Regions from separate parts of the Mus musculus genome. Here regions 1 and 3 are each linked to region 2. A link is a contact called in public HiChIP or PLAC-seq and promoter capture Hi-C data. All regions are on one chromosome and are shown on one strand. Each heading gives the region's core, a stretch centred on a gene start, on an enhancer-like site or on the middle of the called end of the contact. The rest is flanking DNA. Distances are from core to core; before and after follow the strand shown.

Region 1 (2,700 bases), core at 20-2,519, 180 kb before region 2:
GAGAAGGGGATGAGGGGGATAGGGAGAGTGGGAAGAGAAGGAGGAGGATTCTTCAAAACCAAGTATATGTGAAAATTCTAGAAGGAAATCTGCTGTATGCATAGTAAAATATAAATGTTAGATAGAGCATGGTGGCTTGTGTACACCTTTAATCCCACCACATGGGAGGCAGTTGCAGGTGGGTCTCTCTGTGAATTCAAGGTCAGCCAAGCCTAGCAAGTTCCAGGCCAGCCAGGGCTTTGTAAAATGAGAGGCTGGTGTAGATGGATTTTGCTACTTTCTGGAGTTTCTTTTTTCCCCACCCTTTATCCTGCCCCCCATGTCTCACCTTAGGAGGAAATGGGAAAGAAGGGTAGGAGAGAGGGGGAGGGAGAGAGAGAGGGGAGAGGGGGAGAGACTTGAGTCTAATTGAATCTAATTCCTTTCTTCTTGTTTCTTCTTTGAGCTCAACTACTAACAAACTGAAACCAAACCCTCTGAAAGACCAACAACCATCTACCCCATGTCTTGAGGCCCTAGCGCTCATGGTCTCATTTATAGGCCCCCTGAAACCTTCCCAGAATTTCAAACATCACACAATCACAAAAACTATCTGCAGCTGGCAAAAACATGCCTCTGCTAGATCGCGAGGCACATCACCAACAGCTGCCCTCACAACCCGAAGCAGCCCCACATCCATCCCACTTGGGGTTAAAACGAAAACGTATTCTTATAATCTTTCTGTGTTTTTAAAAGAAACCAAAATTCCCTGGCTCAAAAAAATAATAAGTAAATAAATAAATTTTAGAAACTCTATAAGGTGCTTATTTTCACATTCTTTATTATTGTGTCCATTTTATAACTAAAGCAACTGAGGGTCAGGGAGGTTAAAGAGTGCCAAAGATTAGAGAGCCCAGCGATAGAGCCGGGTTGTGTGTGCACAGCCTGTGTTGGTTTTATGTAATGTGCAGCAGTACTTCAGGACAAGAGCATGGGGGTGCACGATTGCTACTCACGATGAGCAACTAGGAAGCCAGGAGCAGGGAGGAGAAAGAATAGGATTTCAGTGTCTCTGTGACCTAACTTCCTTCCACATGGCCCATGTCGTAAAATTTCTACCACCCCCAATAGCACTAAAGGCTGAGGGCATGCCTTGAACACAAAGGAGTTGGGAGTCAGTCATTCAAGATCTGAGCTGCGGCAAAAGTCTCTGTGATCTCAGGGCACTTCGTCCAAGCCACCGCACCAGTGGTTCTTAACTGTGGCAGTCATCGGAATCAGTGATTAAGAGACAGATTTCTGGGCATCATTCCACCGTTTCCAGTTCAGCGGAGCCTGGGAATGGTCCCAGTATCCATTTGTAATGAGCTGCAGAGCAACAGGTGCTGCTCGGGGGACCTGCTTGAAGAGCCACTGCAGCACAGGGCAAAATCTGACCCTGGGTAAAGGACTTGAAATAAGAATGTTTACTCTGGTGGCTGACGGCCAGTGTCTTTCAGTGATGGAAGGACCCGGAGGACATAAAAACAGGTGCTGGAATTCCAACCAGGCATGTTTGATCACAAAACATACCATCCCTCCTTAAGAACTTTATTCAGAGAGCCTCATATCATGCCATATCAAGTCCAAAAGGGAAAGGTGCCCTAATTCACGCCATTCTTGTCTTCTCTAGAAAGTCATTAATCGGTTCATGATCTAGGCACACCTGTGTACGCATGCACAAGTCCAAAAAGATGCGTGTTCCTTGGGAGTCCGTTCTCTGAATCATCATGGCACTGCCCTGTTCCAAGTTGGCTGCTGATGTTGGGCAGCGTGGGAGCAACACTAGCGACATCAAAGACCCTGTGCCACTCACCCAAGCCTGTTGCCTCTGCCTTGGTTCACGTGAGCTTGCTCTTCACCTTCTAGGGTCAAGACTGGAGCTCGTGATTTATAGCTACGGTATATTTGCTTATGCTAAAAATTATGCCAGGTCTCGGTTTAGAACGAGATTTTATGGGCCAAGCAGTAAATCCCATAAAAAAAATCAGGGTTTAAAATGGAAAATGTTATTCAGACTAATTATGAGTCGTGCCATTGGGCATTGCTGTAGCAAGCTTTATTTCAACAGTATCCTAAATGAGGCCATCAGAGGAACACGTGTGCTACAGACACAGCCCAGAGTCTTTGTCACCAAGCAGAGAAGGCCGACAGTGGTGAAGGGGTCTGACTGCCATCAACATCCCTGTGACCATTTCCTCATTAGACAGGCATACAGTGAGCCTGCTCTAGCTGCAGACAAAGGACAAAGAATAGTCATTTTTAGTGTGAAAGGGAGGAAGGGGAGAAAAAAATAGAATAAATACCTCCTGAATGGGCAAAAAGTGAGGTTGGTTAGGAAATTTTTTTTTCAAAGCCATTTTGAATAAAAATAAACTATAAATTCAATAGCTGAAAGCACTTAACATCTGGGATGCAAACTAATTAAATCCATGAAAACTGTTTCTCTCATAATGGCTACCATTGATAGAACGCTGAAGAAGGGCGATTATTTTCCTTCCACTTCATTTCAATTGAAACAATAGTTCCGCAAACAAATCCCCAAGTCCGTTCGTCTTAGTGACGGTTTCTATTACTGAGACAAAACGCCGTGACCAAAAAGCAAGTTAGGAAGTAAAGAGTTTATTTGTCTTACACTTCCAGATCATAATCCACCCCTGGAGGAAGTCGGGGACTCATGCA
Region 2 (2,700 bases), core at 126-2,625:
GATACAACTTTAAAGGCCAAGGCCAAGGAAATGCTGAGGAGCGAAAAGGCTTGGGTCACGAGGGAGAGGGTTTCAATAGCAGCAGCCTGTGCCAGTCAGTAGCATCCAGGATGTTAACCGACTGAGGAGTAAGAGGTGAGGAAAACAGACTCTAGCTTTGGAGCTCCCTCGTTTGACTTTAGTTATCGTCACTTTACATCTTCGTAATCCATTGGCTTCATTTTTAACGAAGCTCTCTTTGCTTCGCCACCAAAGAAATGGAAAATGCTTGCTACCAGAGAAAGTCCTAAAATGGTCGGTCAGCTTTGGTTATCCTCAAAGAGATACAAATCCATCAATCAAGGTCATCCTCTCTACTCGCAACACTCAAAGCCTTCTCGTCCTGGAGGATGCTTCTTTCAGCATCTTGGAAGGTTTAGAAGACATAGGGAGGTCCACAAAGGTCCAGCTTTGTAGGGACACATGTCAAGTTGTCATTACCAGCTGCAGTGGGCTCTGCCCTCTGAGATATGGGATCATAGTGTCCATTCCACAGATCCGGGAGTAGAGAAGGTAAGAGGATAAGGTTTAAGGGGCCCTGCAAATGTCAGGGCAGAACTTTGAAACAGCCAGAGTCCCTGTTGACCGTGGGCGACTGAGCCTGACAGCCCAGCCCAGCCCAGCCCTGGGAACCGGGTACAGTGAAAACACGGAGAGTGGCTTGGTCAATGAAAAATTATCCTCATGGTGGAATGAAGGCTTTGGACCCTGCATCTAGTGCACCCTGCTAACTTGGTCCTGGCCCCAGACACCGCGGTCCTCGAGGGTCCTCAGCTGTAACCCTCAGGCTTTTTCCTTGAAACGATCACTTTGGCCTTCCTGATCTGAAATCTCACCCCTTGGCTGTGGAGCTGACTTAAGTAAGGCCAGTCTGGGGAATTACACAAAATAGGATCGAGTCCAGGTGGGTTTATCAGAGGCGAGAGCTCCGGAAGGAATTCAGAGTTTAATTAACTCGTGCCCTCTGTACACGCCCCCAAAGGAAAGGGAACCCTAATAGGGACCCCATCAAAGTGTTTGATCAGAGGAAATTGGGTTCGCCTTTTCCTCTCCTTCACCTTTCCTATCTGGCAATCAATCCATCTGGATTATTGGCTGAACCTGGGCAACAGCATTAAAAAGGGCACAGAATCGGAGGCGGGGCGGGGCGGAGACTGGCGGGCCTGCAGACCGCAGCCCGGCCGGTGCTGCCTCGCGGGAGGGATCGCGGCCCCGCACTGTGCGCGTGGGCGCGCAGAGCCGCCTGGATCCCCTGCGTCCGCGCTCCGGGATTTCGCTGGCGCCGGCGCGACGGCCGGGGGCGGGTGCTCTGCAGCGGCCGGGACTGGAGCGCGCACTCCGCCTGCAGCCGAGCAGCGGCCCGGGAGCCGCCACCACCTTGCAAGCCCCGCGCCGCCTGCGCTGACCTGGACCGCGCGGCCGCAGCGCTACGGGCCCGGCTGCGGACGCTCCCGGGGCTGCGCACGCGGGAGCGCGCCTGACGCGGAGGACCGCAGCTCTCAACGCCACCGCCGAGGACCGCGCGGCCGCCTCTCGCGCGTGGGGTGAGTGGCGAGGGGCGCCGCGGCTCGGGCCGCGTTGTCACGGCGCGGGGTGGGACGTCCGGCGGTTTGGGAGCGCGGGGACCGCACGAGAAGAGCTGCTGGGCTGTGGCTGCCTAGAGGCTGGGCACACGGCCCCCTCGTGCTGCGTGGCAGCCAGGTTCCCCCTGCGCCGAGGCCAGCTGCATGGCCCGGAGCCCGGCCACGCGAGATCGGGGAGGCGAGGGTGAGTGGCTGAGGATCGCCTGTCACCTACTGGCGTCGGCGGGGAGACTAGGCGCCTAGCGTGCCCGGGAAGGGCTGCCTGCCCTGGAGAGGCAGCCGCAGCCTGCCCTCGGTGGAGACCCCTGCTCTGCACGCAGCTCGCCCGTGGGAGAGGAGGGGAGCCGCGACGTCCTCCCTTCTGGCAGAAAAAGTTGAAGAAACTAGGTCTGTTAATAATTAGCAGGAGCGGGACTCGGGATGCAGCAGAAAGCTGTTGAGTTTTCATTGCCCTCTAAGAAAAACAAACGGCATCGCCAACGACTATTGGCAGGGCCGTGTTATTTTTGGGACTTTGGGAAAATTGTCCACAGATTGCGTTCGGGAGACTGAAGACGGGGGGTGTACCCGGGAGGTCGTGGGGACGGCTGGCACAGCTTTGAGTCCCAGCCCGCCCCTGTAGGACTCAGAGTCTTAAGCCTGACGCACTTGGTTCCTGGTTTTAAAACGTGTCAGAGGCAGAACTGCAGCCAGGATCAAGGAGAAGAACGCACCGCGAACCGGCCTAAAAGGAGCATGTGTAAAAATCGCTGGCGGAGCCCAAGTGCACTTGTGCTGTTTAAAAAAAAAAAAAAAAAAAAAAAAAAAAAAAAAAAAAAAAAAAAAAAAAAAGAATGTTGCATTTGTGGCTTTTAGGGTAGGTTTTATGAATGACAAATTATACTTGATGAAATTGTATCTCCTATCTGTCCCTGAACAGTTCTGTCTGCCGCCTGGTTTTAATCAGCGCTTTGGGAAGGCAGTGTCTGCGCTGATGTTATATAATTGACATGGTTCGCCATCAGATATTTTTAATGTACTTTCGGACGAAAGAAACTTCATCTGTCTCTTCAGACAGGCTCAAGGTGTAGACAGAGTG
Region 3 (2,700 bases), core at 8-2,507, 200 kb before region 2:
TTGTGTATGCCTTTGCCCCTAGAATCCCAGCACCCACTACACACAAAATCCATGCTTTTTATATTCATGATTGGCGGATTCACACTATAGCAGGTTTATCTCAAAGGGTATTTTCTTTAGATCAATGATCAAAGTTACTGCTGACATTTTTTCAAAAAGGTAGCTCTTTTTTTTAAGATGTTTTAAAATCCAAACATAAACATATATTCTAACAATATCTAGCCTGGAAAAATATCATACCAGCTGTATACAATTACTGGAAATCTGTAAAGCTTTCTAATTCCACAGAAAAGAATTGAATCAATAATAGATGATGGACAGCTAATGATCAAAATAAGTAGATATGCACATACATACATACATATGCACATACATACAATTATATGCACACATATTCATATATACATGCATATACACACATACATACATATAGTCCCACATACATAGATACATACATACTCATGTACATGCATGCATACTCACATACCTACATGCATACTCATGTACATACATATATACTCACATACATACATAGATATATACATACATACATATGCACATACATAGATACATACATACATACATATGCACATACATAGATAAATACATACATAGATACATACATACATATGCACATACGTAGATGATTGACAGATGATAGCTAGGTCAGAGATAAATGATTGATAGATGGTAGATATTAAAGGAGCAATCTCAGGTATGACAGTACATTTGGTCTCAGTCTTTTCGGTCTTTGCCCAAGCTGTCTGCTGCGCTCCAATATCTTCCTGAACTTGAGATGTAATTAAATAACTATAACACTGTTAAATGAGCTTTCCAATGGAGTGAGAGATGTTTGGGACTATTCATAGATTTTTGCCTGAGGGTATAGGCGTATGTCTGAAAGGCTCCATTGTACTGACATAGGCAGGCTTCTATCTAACAAACTCCTTGTCTTGATTTCTGTATCCTTGCTCGTTCTAACACTGGGGTTCTCAGCTGCCATGAGCCACCTTGACTGTTTGGGTTTGGTTTTTGTTTTTTTTTTTTTTTCTGTTCTATTATCAGAAAAATCGAAATCACCTAACTTATAAGAGAAACTCTGGGCAGAAACAAACATAAGGCACACAGCACACGTTTATCCTGAAAAGATGATGCTTTCATCAACGACACTGCCCACATCCCCTTCTTGCTGCATGGACTATCTATCAAGCCATCTCTTGTCAAAACCAGAAGGGAAGGAAACCAGTTGCTTGGCCCTTGCTTGCTGGCTGGCTGACATTTTTCAGAAAGAAAGCATCTTAGAGCTGGGTTGGTTGGAAGAGATCAATTAACCCGTGACTGAGAATAGCATTTTAACTGACGACCACACCTGTAAACCCAGCGCTTGAGAGCCTGAGGCTAGAGCAGTTGTTCTCAATGTATATGTCCCTATTCCTTTGAGAGTCAAATAACTTTTCCCCCCACAGGGATCGCATATCAGATATACTGCATAGCAGATATTCATATTAAGATTCCTAACAGCAGCAAAATTATAGTAGTGAGGTGGCAACAAAATAATTTTATGGCTGTGGGTCACCAACACTGTGACCAAGACTTCTGTCCAGGCTTCTTAGAAGTAGATACAGATATAAGAGCAGCTTTACAGTTTACAGTGGCCTAACCACACAAATAGAGAGAAACGGGAGTTTCCAGGTGCGAAGAATTGGGGCGTATGAGGAGCCTTGTGGGGATGGAAGGCTCTGTGGGGCTATGTCATTGCCTGCGAGCACAACCAGCTTGCCCATCCCCCAGAAAGCTGCTCCCTCAAAAAACTCCATCTCCCTACAAAAATCACTGTCTCCCTCCTGGAGCCATGCTAAACAGCCAATAGAGATTCTGAGATGAAACGTCAACTATACCTCATCTTCTTAAAGACCCAGAGTCAATTTTCCACGGTGGAATTTGTAGTTCTTGAAACCTACTTAATATCAAAGAGCCTTTTCAACAAGGGGCAGACTGAAAAACAATTTGTAGCTCTGTTTGTTCTGTTTTTCTTTTTCTTCTGTCTTCCAAGAAATTAAAGCCCAAGCCCTGCCAGTCCAAAGGAAATAGCAACGTGGGCCCTAAATCTTCAGACCAACGCTTGGGAATTTGGCTCATCCAAGCCATCATAAAAAGTAACAGAAGTAGAGACTCACATCACAGGCAAGGCCTTTAGTGGTCCCACCTCTGTCTTTAAATCAGCCATAACTAGTGCTTAAGTAAGGATCTAAATGCTGAAGTTTCAAACAATGGGTTTCTTAATTTCCAGTGTGATGTGATATGAAACCTAACATTTTAAAAAGTTACCATATATTATAATATACAGCCCCAGCCCTGTGTGTGTGTGTGTGTGTGTGTGTGTGTGTGTGCTTGAGTGTGTTTAAAACATTCTTCACATTCCAGAATGCTAATTTGAGGCTAAATGGAAAAAAAGTCTCTTTAACCCCTTCTCAGTCAGAAACTCATTTGAACTTCTGTTAACCTTGACTGTAATGTTTTGATCAATTCATCAAAAATATTTAAAAATTAAAGAAGTTGGATGAAGACAGACGGCTAGTGTTTGGGCCAGACAGATGATGCCCCTACAGCTCTTGACTTCTAAGACTGATAGAAAAATGTCAGGAGGGGAGGGGGGGGAGCCATTGTGGTGGAGGAGACACACCCAGGTCAGCAGGATGC

The links. Promoter capture Hi-C pulls out the DNA fragments that hold promoters and counts their contacts. HiChIP or PLAC-seq counts read pairs in DNA pulled down with a chosen protein or histone mark.
Region 1: a promoter capture Hi-C map of hippocampal neurons shows a contact between it and region 2, with 4 times the contacts expected there. The contact joins the enhancer-like site here to the promoter of Prickle1 in region 2. A contact is called at or near these places in 13 of 39 promoter capture datasets (the 3T3-L1 cell line, the HPC-7 cell line, the SN4741 cell line and 9 more), 5 of 484 Hi-C or Micro-C datasets (the HPC-7 cell line, the P5424 cell line, nephron progenitors and 1 more), 11 of 115 datasets of contacts at active chromatin or transcription factors (the NIH/3T3 cell line, the SCID.adh cell line, SST interneurons and 8 more) and 1 of 9 other capture datasets (embryonic stem cells).
Region 3: an H3K4me3 HiChIP or PLAC-seq map of the SCID.adh cell line shows a contact between it and region 2, with 12 read pairs. The contact joins the enhancer-like site here to the promoter of Prickle1 in region 2. A contact is called at or near these places in 13 of 39 promoter capture datasets (the 3T3-L1 cell line, 3T3-L1-derived adipocytes, the HPC-7 cell line and 9 more), 1 of 15 datasets of contacts at CTCF or cohesin (the NIH/3T3 cell line), 2 of 484 Hi-C or Micro-C datasets (nephron progenitors and uterus), 11 of 115 datasets of contacts at active chromatin or transcription factors (the NIH/3T3 cell line, the SCID.adh cell line, SST interneurons and 7 more) and 1 of 9 other capture datasets (embryonic stem cells).

Annotation. Positions count from the first base shown.
Region 1 is chr15:93,774,005-93,776,704 of GRCm38.p6, reverse strand. No RefSeq gene overlaps it. Among named protein-coding and RNA genes, the nearest start is that of Gm41386, 63 kb to the right of the region's middle. Within about 2 kb of position 1,269, at least 19 of the 459 cell types and tissues checked have an H3K27ac peak or open chromatin away from gene starts, as enhancers often do. A contact at or near this core is called in the P5424 cell line, hippocampal neurons, stem cell-derived neural progenitor cells and 1 more, where this site is marked.
Region 2 is chr15:93,594,577-93,597,276 of GRCm38.p6, reverse strand. Prickle1 (prickle planar cell polarity protein 1) reads left to right here and starts at 1,375. Exons shown (of 8, transcript NM_001033217.5): 1 at 1,375-1,583.
Region 3 is chr15:93,791,333-93,794,032 of GRCm38.p6, reverse strand. No RefSeq gene overlaps it. Among named protein-coding and RNA genes, the nearest start is that of Gm41386, 80 kb to the right of the region's middle. Within about 2 kb of position 1,257, at least 9 of the 459 cell types and tissues checked have an H3K27ac peak or open chromatin away from gene starts, as enhancers often do. A contact at or near this core is called in the SCID.adh cell line, where this site is marked.